2 separate regions of the Sus scrofa genome follow, and region 2 is linked to region 1. Evidence: chromatin contacts called from public HiChIP or PLAC-seq data. All regions are on one chromosome and are shown on one strand. Each heading gives the region's core, a stretch centred on a gene start, on an enhancer-like site or on the middle of the called end of the contact. The rest is flanking DNA. Distances are from core to core; before and after follow the strand shown.

What was found. HiChIP or PLAC-seq counts read pairs in DNA pulled down with a chosen protein or histone mark.
Region 2: a contact with region 1 is called in an H3K27ac HiChIP or PLAC-seq map of alveolar macrophages. The contact joins two enhancer-like sites. A contact is called at or near these places in 3 of 47 Hi-C or Micro-C datasets (embryonic fibroblasts, heart right ventricle and mesenteric adipose tissue) and 1 of 2 datasets of contacts at active chromatin or transcription factors (alveolar macrophages).

Annotation. Positions count from the first base shown.
Region 1 is chr4:2,610,813-2,617,430 of Sscrofa11.1, reverse strand. No RefSeq gene overlaps it. Among named protein-coding and RNA genes, the nearest start is that of DENND3, 36 kb to the right of the region's middle. Within about 2 kb of position 3,875, at least 52 of the 83 cell types and tissues checked have an H3K27ac peak or open chromatin away from gene starts, as enhancers often do. A contact at or near this core is called in alveolar macrophages and embryonic fibroblasts, where this site is marked.
Region 2 is chr4:2,903,977-2,910,352 of Sscrofa11.1, reverse strand. No RefSeq gene overlaps it. Among named protein-coding and RNA genes, the nearest start is that of MIR151, 58 kb to the right of the region's middle. Within about 2 kb of position 5,117, at least 27 of the 83 cell types and tissues checked have an H3K27ac peak or open chromatin away from gene starts, as enhancers often do. A contact at or near this core is called in alveolar macrophages and embryonic fibroblasts, where this site is marked.

The DNA of each region.
Region 1 (6,618 bases), core at 2,626-5,125:
GTGGCCCTAAAAAGACAAAAACAAAACAAAACAACAACAAAAAAGCCAGTTTCGTGCAAAAATCTCTAGGTGTGCTCGTTGAAAGAACACATGACTAGGTAAGTGTACTCAGTGACTGGCACAAAGCTGTCACCTTTCCAAATGGCAAATTCTTAGTCATCCTTCAAAACCCAATTCAGGCTCGCTTCTGGGAACGAAGCCTCTTCTAAACCCTTCAGAGAGGTCACCCAGCACATTTCACTCTGGGGCATTGGGTACCTGGTGCAGCGGGAGGTTGGGCATGAGGCAGACACCTGCAGAAGCAGCCTTGGAGGGAGCGGGGTGAGGACAGATGCTCAGGGAGGGCTTCTTGGAGGAAGAGGAGGCTTTTGAGACTAGCCTGGAAGGATGGAGTAGTGCTGGGAAGACGAGGCAGAGGGCGGTGATGCTGTGGAGGGGACAGGGCAGGGGACTAGTCACCTGGGGCTGCCCAGCACGGTACCACAAAGCAGGTGTTTTAGAACAGCAGGGCTCACTGAGCCAAAGTCAGAGAGTCGGCATGGCTGTGCTGTCTCCAAAGGTTCTGGGAGAGGACACGCTTCGCAGCTTCTGAAGTGGCCAGGGATCCTTGGCGATCCTCAGCTTGGAGACCTCCCGCCTTCTCTGCCTCCGTCTTCACCATCCTCCTTCCGGGAGTCTGAGCCAAACCCCCAAGAGGATAGCAGTCACTGGATTACGGTCCACCTCTTCCAGTCTGACCTCATCATAACTCGGTTACACCTGCAAAGACCCCATTTCTAAACGAGGTCACATTCACAGCACCAGGGGTTAGGACTTGAGCGTATCTTTTGGGGGCGGAGGGACGCAATTGAACCCACAGCAATAAGTACAGGTGTGGAGGTTGGGGAGACCAGTTCACGTGGGGGAGGTCAGTGTGGGGAGAGCCAAAGGACAGGGAGCGGGATGTCTGTGATGAAGGGGTCACTGCGGAAGGGTCTGATGCCCTGGGGTTGGGGGCTGGGAGAAGGGGGTTGGCTTTGCGGCTGGAGAGGTCAGACAGGGTCGTACCCGCCCCCAGGCTTGAGCCCCACGCGGGGGGTGGGCTCTGCGCTCTGTGCTCATTAGCATCATCTTGTTTACCCCTCATGACAGCCCCCTGGGCAGCTGGCTTTTCAGCTCCAGGCTACAGACCAGGAAAAGCTCAGGGGCACAGCGGGGGAGGGATGAGCTGAGGTTTGAACCGGTGGAACAGCCAGGCCAGTGTGCCATGTCATGCAACAGCCTGTAAAAGCTGACGTGTGCTCCTTTGAGCTGAGGAATTTTGCCAACTTTGCCCCAAGGACTTTGGCCAACCTTTGGCCTGTCTTGGTTCGCCGCCAAAGGCGTGGCCTCTTTTCATTCATGCCTAATGACTGGGTTTATGCTCCCTCGGGGGTGTCTCATGCAGGCGGATTATCTCTAAACTTGCTTGGGGGCTTGGGTTTGTGTAACTGGCTGAATTTTGAAGGGTCTTCAGCAACGTGAATGTACTTTAAAAAATAGCAATGTGAATATACTTAAGGCCACTGAACTGGGCACTTGCAATATTTAACATAGTAAACTCCTTGTTATGTATATTTTGCCACCATAATGATGAAGAAAGATTCTTGGGTTTTGAAAGCTCATCTTATGCTGATTTTCCTGAGGCCAGCAACTGCGAAAGCAGGAGTCCCCTCCAGCAGGGTCCCTCCACATTTTCTCCCATAGTCTTTATCACCTGCCTCTGAATAATCCAACCCTGGTGGCTGTGAGTGGTGTGTGGACTGAACTGCATCTCCTCCAGATTCACTTGTTGACACCCCTAACCCCCACTGTGACAGCATCTGGAGACGGGACCTTAGGGAGATCAGAGCTCAGTGCCTAATCCAAGCTCATGAACGTTTACCCCTACATTTCCTTCTAAGAATTTTATCGTTGCAGCTCTTCCACTGAGATCATTGCTCCATTTGAGCTAATTGTGTATGTGGTGTGAGGTAGGGGTCAGCTTCATTCATTTGCATCCAGTTGTCCCAGCACCTCTGTTGAAAATGTTCTTCCCTTCCCCATTGAAGTGTTTTGGAACTCTTATCAAAAGTGAATTGTCCAGGGAGTTCCCTTGTGGTGCAGCAGGTTAAGGATCCAGCATTGTCATTGCAGTGGCTTGGGCTGCTGCTGTGGTTCTCCCTGGCCTGGGAATGTCGACATGCCGTGGGCACAGCTGAAAAAAAAAAAAAAAACTGTCCATACATGTGAGGGCTTATTTCCGGATCCTCAGTTCTATTTCGTTGACCCATTCTTCTGCCCTTATGCCAGTACCTTACACAGCCTCAATTACCGTAACTTTACGGTAAGTTTTGAAATGAAGACCGTGGGTTTTCCAACTTTGCTCTTTTTTTAAAAGATTATTTTAGTCATTCTATAGTCTCTTCAATGCCCAGGTGAACTTTTGGATCAGTCCGTCAATTTCTGCAAAGAAGCTATGTGTGGGGTGATGTGAATTCCTAGCCACTTCAGACTTCTGTGTGTGTGGGCAAAGCAGGCTCTGGGGGCCCGAGGTCTATCTTGGCTGGGATTCTGAGAGGGATCACGCAGAGATCTGTTCACCCAACCTGAGAATGGTGAGTCTTCCAGTCCATGAACGTGGCAAGATTGGTTTTTAATGTAATGTCATTTTTTGAGCAGGTATAAGCGGTATTTGGTGGAAATTTTAAAAAGAAAGCACAAGAATTCCTGTCGTGGCGCAGTGGTTAACGAATCCGACTAGGAACCACGAGGTTGCGGGTTCGATCCCTGATTTACTCAGTTGTTTAGGGATCCAGCGTTGCTGAGAGCTGCAGTGTAGGTCGCAGACACAGCTTGGATCCCACGTTGCTATAGAAGGCAGGCAGCTACAGCTCCCATTAGACCCCTAGCCTGGGAACCTCCATGTGCCGTGGGTGTGGCCCCAAAAAGACAAATAATAATGAAAAGAAAGTACGGAAGTGTGACAAGGAAAAGGTGGTCACTCATCCTGTCACCCTGCTTCCTGGGGACTCCCCCAGAGGCTGCCTCCGATCCAGATTCACCTGCTCTCCTGCAGGGAGCAAATGCAGTATCTAGGCTCCCAGCCTTCCTGGCTGGGCTGTAGGCTCGGCCTGCCCTTCCCCGCTTGCCTTTGTTCCCTGACGCTTTCCGCAGCCGGTGCTGGGGCTCTGCCGGTCCGCTCAGCCCTGGAGGGTGGGCGCACCACCCCTCCTCCGACTTTGCTGCTTTCCCTCCCAGGGCTGGCGCCTAAGGCTCCCATTTGGAGAACAGACCCTGGCTCAGCGACTGATTGGCAGGGAGAACTAAGGCCCCTCCCCCTTGCCTTGGGCTGGGGGGCAGGTCCTAACTTAGCCCCAAGGATGATGAGGCTTCGCTCACCCTCCAGAGTCCCCTGCAGGATCTGGCTCAGCCTTCCTGTGACGTCACCTGAGGACATTCCGCCTGGCACCCCACCCCACACTGCCCTCTGGCCCCCGGTCCCCACCCCCAGGAATCTTTGTCCAGGGAGTGCCGCTCGGGACGGGAGCCAAGACCGCTGAGCACCGCTGGCCCCCCTTCCGTCCCTCTGACCGCAGGGCTTTCTCTCATGTCCATCCTGCTCACCTGACGCTGCTTATTTATCAGCGATAACCTCGTACCCACGTCTTCTCCGTCATCTTGCCCTGTAGGTGTGGACGTGCTTGCACGAAATCCCTAGGAGTGGGATGGCAGGGTCAAAGGGCGAGTGCCTTTGGAACCCTGAACGCTGGAGCTGTCTTCCGCCCCACCGAGGCTCAGAGGCTTGGAGACAAACGCGAGCGACCGCGGGACCCGGTCCGGGCCCTTCTCCCCGCTCCCAGCAGGGGGCGCACACTCCGCCCCGTAGGAAGGGCCGGCCGGGGAGGCGGGGCGAAGCCGGGCGGGCAGAGCTGGGGGGAGGCGCTCGCCTTTCCCGCGCTGCCCCTCCGGCGGCTCCTTCCCCGGCCTGAGTCCCCAGCTGGTCTCTTCCTGGGGGAGAAGAACGCGCTGCGGAGTGAAGGAATCCACCGACGAGGAACCAGGGAACGGCTGCAGACGCCGCCGACAGTCCGCTGGGAGGGAAAGGGTCAAGGTCAAGATCGTCCGCCCCGCCCTCTAGGGGGCAGAACTCCGGGTCTGCGGGCTCAGGGCCTCGTCCCATCATTCCATCATTCCTCCGGTGTTCTTGTTTTTGTTTGTTTGTTTGTTTTGTTCGGTGTTTTTGTGTGTTTGCCTCGGCTGCGACCTACGTCGCAGCTCAGTGCCGATCTCCCACCCACTGGGCGAAGCCAGGGATCAAACCCACGTCCTCATGGGTACTACTGGGATTCGTTTTTGCTGCCCCACAATGGGAAGTCCCTGTCACCATGTGTTTAATTGGCTATTTAGTGTCATTCTAAGTAAGGAAAAGTGAAAAAATTTACATCTTTTTTTTTTTTTTTTCTTTTTAGGTCCTCACCCCAGGCATATGGAGGTTCCCAGGCTAGGGGTCCAATGGGAGCTTCAGCTGCCGGCCTCCACCACAGCCAAAGCAACGTGGGATCTGAGCCACATCTGCGACCTACGCCACAGCTCACAGCACTGCCGGATCCTTAACCCATTGAGCGAGGCCAGGGATTGAACCTGAAACCTCATGGTTCCTAGTTGGATTCATTTCCTCAGCACCATGACGGGAACTCCTGTGTTTTGAAGAAATACCAATTAAATTTATAATACCAATGAAACAAAATAAACACAATTTTGAATTTTTTGATGTTCATTTTTGTGTTGTAGGGACCACTTTTAAATGCAAAGTACTTAGCTTGTACGTGGACTCACTACCATTGCACAATTTGTATTTTGCCGTTTGTACGTGCAAGTGTATTTTGTCCTTGCCAGAAGAGTGGTAAGTATACAAAGCTCACTCTGCCGTTTTGGTGTCACTCTTGGCAGGTGCACCGTCTACCGGTCTTCTGTGGAAACTGGCCACACCCACAGTACACGACCTTGTACTCACAGGTGGAGGGATGGAAGGTGGACAGATGGGTGGATGGGTAGATGACGGGTGAGTGGGTGCAGGGGTAGATGGTGGGTCCGCCAGAATTCGGTGCTCCAGTGGCATCTCAAACACAGCATGTGTGTGGGGCCACGAGGAACCAGAAATAAGGGTACTGCATGAATCTCCCCTGCTCACATTCTTCTTCCATTGCCCCATGAGACTTCAGTTAGGAAGCACACGTTCAAAGATAAAATACCGATCATTTCATGATGGCAACAGCAGAGCATTAAACCAAGTGTGGGGCTCTTCTGTGTGTGGCCTGTGCGTCTGCACACGTGGCATGTCCGTGAGACTGGCCCTGCCCCGAAATGTCCAGAAGGAGAAACCTAGCCACCTCAGAGAGAAGGTGCTGGGACTCAGGGAGGGGTTAGGATAAGGATATAAATGTGGGAGCTGCCGACGTGTAGATTCAGTGACCGACTCCAGAGGACAAGAAGGAAGAGCCTGCACTTGAAGTAGGACCCTCGCCAGCTCTGCCATTGGCAAGCTCTGAGTAGGCAAGTTATACTCTCATCCATCCATCTATCCGTCCATCCTTCCATCCATCCGTCCATTCACCCACCTTTCTGTCCATCCATCGTCCATGCACCGATCCAACAGATATTTTTCGAAGTCTATTAGGAGCCAGACTATGTGGTAAACTTGGTCTCGTCTGTAAGAAGAGGATGACTTACCTGTAACAATATTATAACCAGACCATATTGTAGGATGTCTGGCAGAGAGCAGCACAGAGCAGGAGTTTAACCTGGAGATGGGCCCTGCCTCTCTGGAGTTCTGCCTCATATTTACCCTCTTCTCCCAAAGTGCTGAGCAATAGCACATGATGCAAGCCTTTGTTTTTTGGCTTTGAAGAAAAGAGCAGAGTCTGGCTTCGCTCAGGGCCAGCTCAGGACCTGCCAGTACAGGGATAGAGAGGAGAAGGACAGGGCAGCAGAGGCAGAGCCTGGAGCCAAGCTGTTGGTCCCGCGCAGGAGGGGCCAGAGAGTCCTCTGTGCACAGGTATCTAAGGGAAGAGTGAGCCCCCTCGAAAGCCCAGGGAGGTGGCCCTGCTGTGCCCACTTTCAATGGGTGCGGTGCCCATTGCTAAGTGGCAGAGATGAGACAGCTGCTGCAAGCTCAGGTCTTGCAGCCAGTAAACAAGCAAAGTCTTGCTTAACCCTGTGAGCAGCGGGGCAGGAAAAAGGGAAGGAAGTGAAGCCGCCCCGAGGACAGGGTTAGAACCAAGCCCAGGGATGGCAGCCATCACCTCTCACAGTAGCCAGTCTGCAAGCCCACTTGACAGATGGGAAAACCGAGGCTCCTAGAAGTGAACTGAGCTGCCCTGAACCCCTGCATCCCTTACACCCCCACAGCCCAACACCTCCGTGACCACACCCCCACTGTCTTCCTTCCTGAATTTAATGGTTCATCTCAGCAATGTGATAACCAGAGCGGAAACGAGAGCGAGAGAGACAGACAGAGACAGAGACAGAGGAAAGGCCCCACCCAGCTCCCCCACCCCCCGCTTGGTTCTTTCCTGCCCGTCCACATCTTGGCCACGTGTGGATGTCACATTAGTCATT
Region 2 (6,376 bases), core at 3,868-6,367, 290 kb before region 1:
TGGGCTGGCGGCCACACTTCCTACAGCCCCTGGGACGCTGTCACTCCCCGTCCAAACCTCTCCCGCCACCCCGTCGCGCGTGGGGGGAGAGACTCGACCTGGCCCGGCTGCCCCCCCACCCCGTCCCCGCTCTGCGCTGGGACGCCCCGAGCCCCGGTCAATCCAGGGTCTCCGGCGGGAGGACGTCAGGGACCCACACTGGCCCTCGTCTGCCCGCGTCTGGAGCGTCACCGCCCCTTCTCAACAGTACGATGCAGGCGACACGCAGCGTCCGAAGAGCTGGCATTTACGCTGCGCTCGGGCTTCTGGGCCACACACGTCATCTTGAAGGCCCCCCGCCCCAGGATGGGTCCTGTGTCCCCCGCGCCTGCTGGGATTCCCGGGCCGGCTTGTTGGAACCCCCTGGGTAGGGTGTGCCATCAGGGCTCAGGGCACACGGGTCTCATTCCCGCCGTGGGGCTGGTACATCCGTGGGTCTCTGCCCCAACCTCACCCAAGCGCCTCCGTTTCAAGATCCTGCCCTTTCCCCACGGCCCCGCGCAGAGGGAGGGACCCAGCCAGACCCGGTTCAGTCCCTGCAGAGGGGAGGGCGGGCGGTCTGGGGCCACTGCCTCCCACCTCTTGCTGGGCCTTCAAGCTGATGAGAAGCGTCTTTTTCCACGTTTCTGGAGACACCAGAGCTGAGCGTGGCTCCGGAGGAGGAATAACGGCCTGTCCTGGGGGCGCGGGAGGCGGAGCACTGGCGTCCACAGCTTCCTCCGGCCCAAGGGCCTGAGGTCTAGCACCACCCGTGTATTTCTTTGTTCAGCCCTCAAGCTGCAGGTGGGAAACAGAGGCAGGAGCCAGAGCACAGAGCCTGGCCTTGAACCTGAGCGGCTTGGTCCGAATCTCAACACCTGCACCTCCGCGGTAGCCGCGGAGGGGCTGTCGCACCCAGAGCCGATCTCTTAGTTGTTTCTCTGGCATCACCGTGCCTGTTCAGTTCACACGCGCCCTAAAGTAAGTTAAAATCCTTTTTATCCCCTCACACATCAAGTTGACACCTAAAATATTTCATAAGTTTAAACAGCTACAAAGAATACAATTTCTGGCATACTGTAAATATTGACACTTAAAAATAAAACTGTCATATCACTTTAAGATGTAGCCAGATGGAATATAAATACCATATCATTTGATATCCAACGCGATCCATTAAAAACAGTACACGATGAAGCTCTACAAAGTTGACAGGCTCCACGTCTTTCTGTTACCCACGGAAATCATATTTCCCTTCTATGTTTCCACGGATCTTCGTCCTAACACGGTACATTTCAAAGTGTTACTGATCACTCTACACGCGTCTCCACAACCAAAAATGTGTATCTAAATCGAAATTTCGAAATTGGTTTTAGTTTCTGCGTGACTTTACCTGTTGAAAAGAAAAACAATTCTTACGGATTATTTTAACGTTACAATGGTCAGTTCACCACTGATCAAAACACATATACTATACATTTGGAAGACGAATTATCAGCCATGAAAAGTACACTTTTGTTGGAAATGCACCTCTTGTTTTTGGTGATACCTGCGACAAGAAGACGTTCCGGAGCCAGGGATCGAATCCACACCATGGCAGCGACCTGAGCCACAGCAGTGCCACCGCCACATCTCTAACCTGTTGTGTCGCCAGGGAACTCGGGAAACGCATCTTTTAAAGTACTGAGTGGGGCTTTCTCTTTTGATTAGTTCACAGGAAGGCCTGACGGCCGGACTGGACGAGGCTCCTGGAGAGTCCTGTCCCCTCCTCTTTTCTGTGACATCAGTGCCGAGGGCCGCGCTCACTCAGAGTGGCCGGGGACGGGAGGGACGTCAGCGAGTGACGCACCGGAAGAAGCGAGGCGACGCCGCCGAGGGTCACGGGTGATGATCAGGCTCGGGGTCCATGGGCTCCTCGCGCGGGGTGAAGAGAGGCCCGCACTGGAGTCCCTGGGCTCTCGTGGGATCTTTGATGACCCTCATGAGGTCCGTTTCGTCCGCAGCCAGGGTCTGATGGGTTCGTCAGTCCCACACCTTCTCCCGGGAGAACAGGTCCCTTCTCCCTCCACTGACGCTGGGCTCAACCCGCGACTTGCTTCGGCCACTAGGATGGCAAGCGGTCCTAAGGGTCCTTAGATGCGGTTGTGGGGTTTGGCCTGGGGCTTGGTCCCCTGCGCACAGTCCACCCTGGTCACTGAGGGGACCCTTCCTTCCTGCGGCTGCTGCCGAGTCCTGGCCCCTGGGTGACTGGGGAGCCTCCAGGCTGCCAGCTGGTGCACAGATGTGCAGTGAAGTGCGTGTTAGGCGGTGCGAGCTGATTCTGAATCCCAAAGGGCTTTTTAAAAAATGGAAACTGACACACTGATTTCAGAATGCTCATGTAACTGCAAGCGAGTTAGAAGAGCCAAGAAGAAAATACCTTGAAAAGAGAACAGAGTCAGATGACTCACACCGGCGACTTCAAGACTGATGATGACGTCATCAAGGCGGTGGCACATGCACAGCAAAGCCCTTTACCAGGGGCTGTCTGCTGTCTGCTCACGAGAGGCACCAGGTTTAACTCAATGTAGTCAGAACGTTTGGAGGGAAATAAAATACTGTTCATCGATTTGTAACTTTGCCAATACAATATTTTTAGAACGAAACAGGTTTTTATTACTTTGTTAAATTTTTTCATCAGACCCTTCAAGCTGCAGATTTAGTTTGCTCAATTTATGGAAAAGTATGGCATAGACTCTGATTTGCAGAACTGGGCCTCCTTGTCAAATCTGCCAGCCAAAGAGATACGCTTCTGTCAGAAGGTGACTTGGTCTTACAATTCAAATGCTGACACCAGGAACATCGTAGAATCCACTTTGAATTAAATTAAGGAATGCATTTTGTCTTTTTTTTTTTTCTTAGTGCCGAACACGCGGCGCATGGAGGTTCCCAGGCTAGGGGTGGAATCGGAGCCACAGCCGACGGCCTACACCACAGCTCACGGAAACACCAGATCTTTAACCCATGAGTGAGGCCAGGGATCGAACCCGCATCCTCATGGACACTAGTCAGATTCATTTCCACTGCGCCTCGACGGGAACCAAGGAAAGCATTCTTTTTTTTTTTTTTTTTTTTTTTTTTTGGTCTTTTGTATTTTTGGCCGCTGCGCATATGGAGGTTCCAGCTAGGGTCGATCGGAGTGTAGCACCATCTGCCAGAGACAGCATGCGAGATCTGAGCCGGTCTGCAACCTACACCACAGCTCACAGCAACGCCGGATCGTTAACCCACTGAGCAAGGGCAGGGACCGAACCCGCAACCTCATGGTTCCTAGTCGGATTCGTTAACCACTGCGCCACGACAGGAACCAAGGAAAGCATTCTGTAAGGCAGATTACTGAAAGCCGTGAGAATTAAATTGAAAAAGGTCTAATACAATTACTGTATCTCTTTTATAACGTGTCAAGATCAAGAGAACAAACCAGTGTGTTCTGCAGCATTATCTCATTTATAGTAACTACTCGGCGTGAGAAGACTTAGGAAGGAAGGAGCTTGATGGGAAGCACAGTACCCTCTGGTAAGTGGCTGTGACTACGTCAGCTGACGTGAGGTTTGGCTTCTGAGGTTATTCCACTCTTTTCGTTAAACGCCACGACCGGATTTTCCTATAAACTAAAAAAAGAGGAAAGTACGTATACCGTTTAAACGCAATCACTGTGACAGCTCCTGTGTCACAGGCACTTTGCGCTGTTGAGGCAGGAACTGGTAAGCGTTTGAGAAGATGAAATAAGATGAAGTTGATCGCAATTAGAGCAGTTCTAGGGACGGTTGAAGGACACGGGTTTTGGCTGCCTCGCTGACTGACACTCATCTGCTCCGGAAGGGATGGTGCTGAAGTTTTATCCAGGGCATCTTGAGAACGGGGTCAGTTCCAGAAAACACTCCAGTTAGATTTCACAGAATCGTCATCGTCGCCGTCGCTCTTTCATCTGTGTGAAGGGGGTGCTGTCTCTGCCCAACACCATGCCAACCAGGGCAAGGTTAGCACAGAAGGAGAATGGCTGACATGGCTAACAATGTATTTTTGCCATTTGATACTTCTTACCAATGTCTTTCTTCGCTTCGCTCTCCTGAGATACCCGCTTGGCCGCTCTGTTCTTGGACGCCCATCCAGACACAAAGGGCCCCGTCCAGCTGCCCCGCCCCAGCCCCACTCCGCCACCTCCCTGAACCCGGAGCATCCTGACAGCCAACGCGCCCAGAGTCAATCGCAGGGTGCACGGTCCTGGCCTGGCCGTGCCTTTCTCCGAGGTGGACCGGGGACCCCAGAGTAGCCTTCCTTCTGCACAGAGAGACGCATGTAGAAGTGGAGCCTCTGGAAAGGTGCCCTTTGGAGCTCTCCACACTCCCCGGTGACCTGGGGCAGCCAGGGGCTCCCTCCTCACTGACACAGGCCAGCTGACCTCCTGGACACCCCCACCTGGGAGCAGTGCGCCCTGGATACAAGGCTCCCCACCCAGCCCCCATCCCTGGGGACCCGGGATGGAGCCCACACATGACGCGAGGAGCTGTGGGCAGAGGAGGAAGGGCAGGAGCGAGGGCCCTCCTTCCCTCCACAGGCCCAGGAGGCCCCCCACCCCCCAACACCTGCCCTCGGGGGTGTCACAGAGAGGCCCCTTGGAGAAGGGCAGGCAGCACCGGAGTCAGGAAGGCGGGGGGAGAAGTGGGGCTGCAGCCTCGGAAGGACGGCAGCTCAGGATTAACAAGAGGGGAAAGTTCTGGGAAGGTGTCCACGGCACGAGCAGAAAGGACCTGGCATCGCGTTTACAAATTACGATGCCGAGCACGAATTCTGAAGCTGAGCGATGCCCTGAAGGTAATGGAAGAACGGGGAGGCTGAAGAATCTTTGACCTTAAAGAGCAGCAACAACAACAGGATGTGGGGACGTTGGATTCCACTGAAATGTTCCATCAGGAGCGGAGAAGGAAGTTCAAAAGAAACAAGTTGAGCGTGGCACCGTGTAGATACAGTGGTGAGCGGCTGGTGTCCTTAAAGCTGGCACTGGGTTTCCCGTAGCTACGTGTCTGTGTCTTTGGGGGTAACCCCCGCCCCCCCATTTCCTGTGACTCACTCAGTAGCAGCAGATTTGTAATAATTTCCTGAGAAGTTACTCATTAGCAGATGCTCCAGGTCACTTTCCACCGGCAGGACAGCTGGCTAGCGCCTTAGAGCAGCCGGAGGCAGAGGTGGCCTGGCTGAGAGACACAGCAGGCAGCCAGGTTGGCAGAGGCCCTCATGCCCGAGGGGCAGCTTCCCAGCACCCAAGGGGGAGGGTGTGGCAGGAGTCAGGGCTGGAGGCGGGGCAGGGCCTGGGAAGGCGGGGCAGAGGGAGAGGCTGGGCTGTGGTCTCCCCACCAAGGGCGAGGCTGGTCCAAGGGCAACTCAAGGGGGCAGAGGGGCTGGGGGTGAGGGCGGCGGGGGGGGGGACAGGAAGGCTGGAGGGAGGATTAGAGTCTGAGGACCCCAGTCCTTGGAATTTGCAAAATTACCTTCAAGTAGAGTCGGCTTTGACCTCATGCTGTGGCTGGGGGCTGGGGGACACTGACGCCAGGTCACCGCTGTGACATCAGCACAGCCCCCGCCCCCACCCAGGCCCACACACCCGGGTTGATGCCCTGGAGCCGAGACCGAGGGCACATGCCGCGAGGGGGACCCGTGTCCTGAGGGCGGGGTGGGGGGGCATCTCTAGAAAGGACTTTTCTGTGCACAGCAGACCTGAGGGCCGCTGGCCTCGGGCAACGCGCGTGCCTCCCCTTATGGTTGAAGCCAGACGCCTGGACCCAGTCTCGGTCTCGCTGGGCTGAAGGCAGGGCCGGTGGGCCAGCCCCTTCCGCAAGCCTAGAGGGTCCTTCCCAACTTCTCCAGCTTCTCAGCGCCCTCCTCCTTCCTGGGCACCACATCCAGTCCCAGGCTTCACTGTCGCCTGCCTCCTCCCCTTCCCATGCAGCCTCCGGATGCCCCCAGGCCCATCAGGTGACAGACCCACCCCCAGCATCTCATCGCAGGGATGTCCACTTGCCACAGAAGGGACACTCACAGGTCCGAGGATTGGGATGGGGACACTGTGGGGACCCTTACTCAGCCTAGTCCAGGGGGGCTTGGGGTGGCGGGAGGCTATTTGGGGGAGGGCTGAGAAAGCGGGGTTTGCCCTGGATCAGACACAGTTGGGAACCGGGGGCAGTTCTGTGGCTGGAAAAGCAGTAGCTGTGCTCCCATTAGCCGGGGGTGGGGAGGGTTGGCTGTTTCTGTTGTTGGACAAGTCATACTTTTGTCTTGGTCCAGCGCAGCCACAGGCGGACCTGTGTGCGGCCCACGTCCT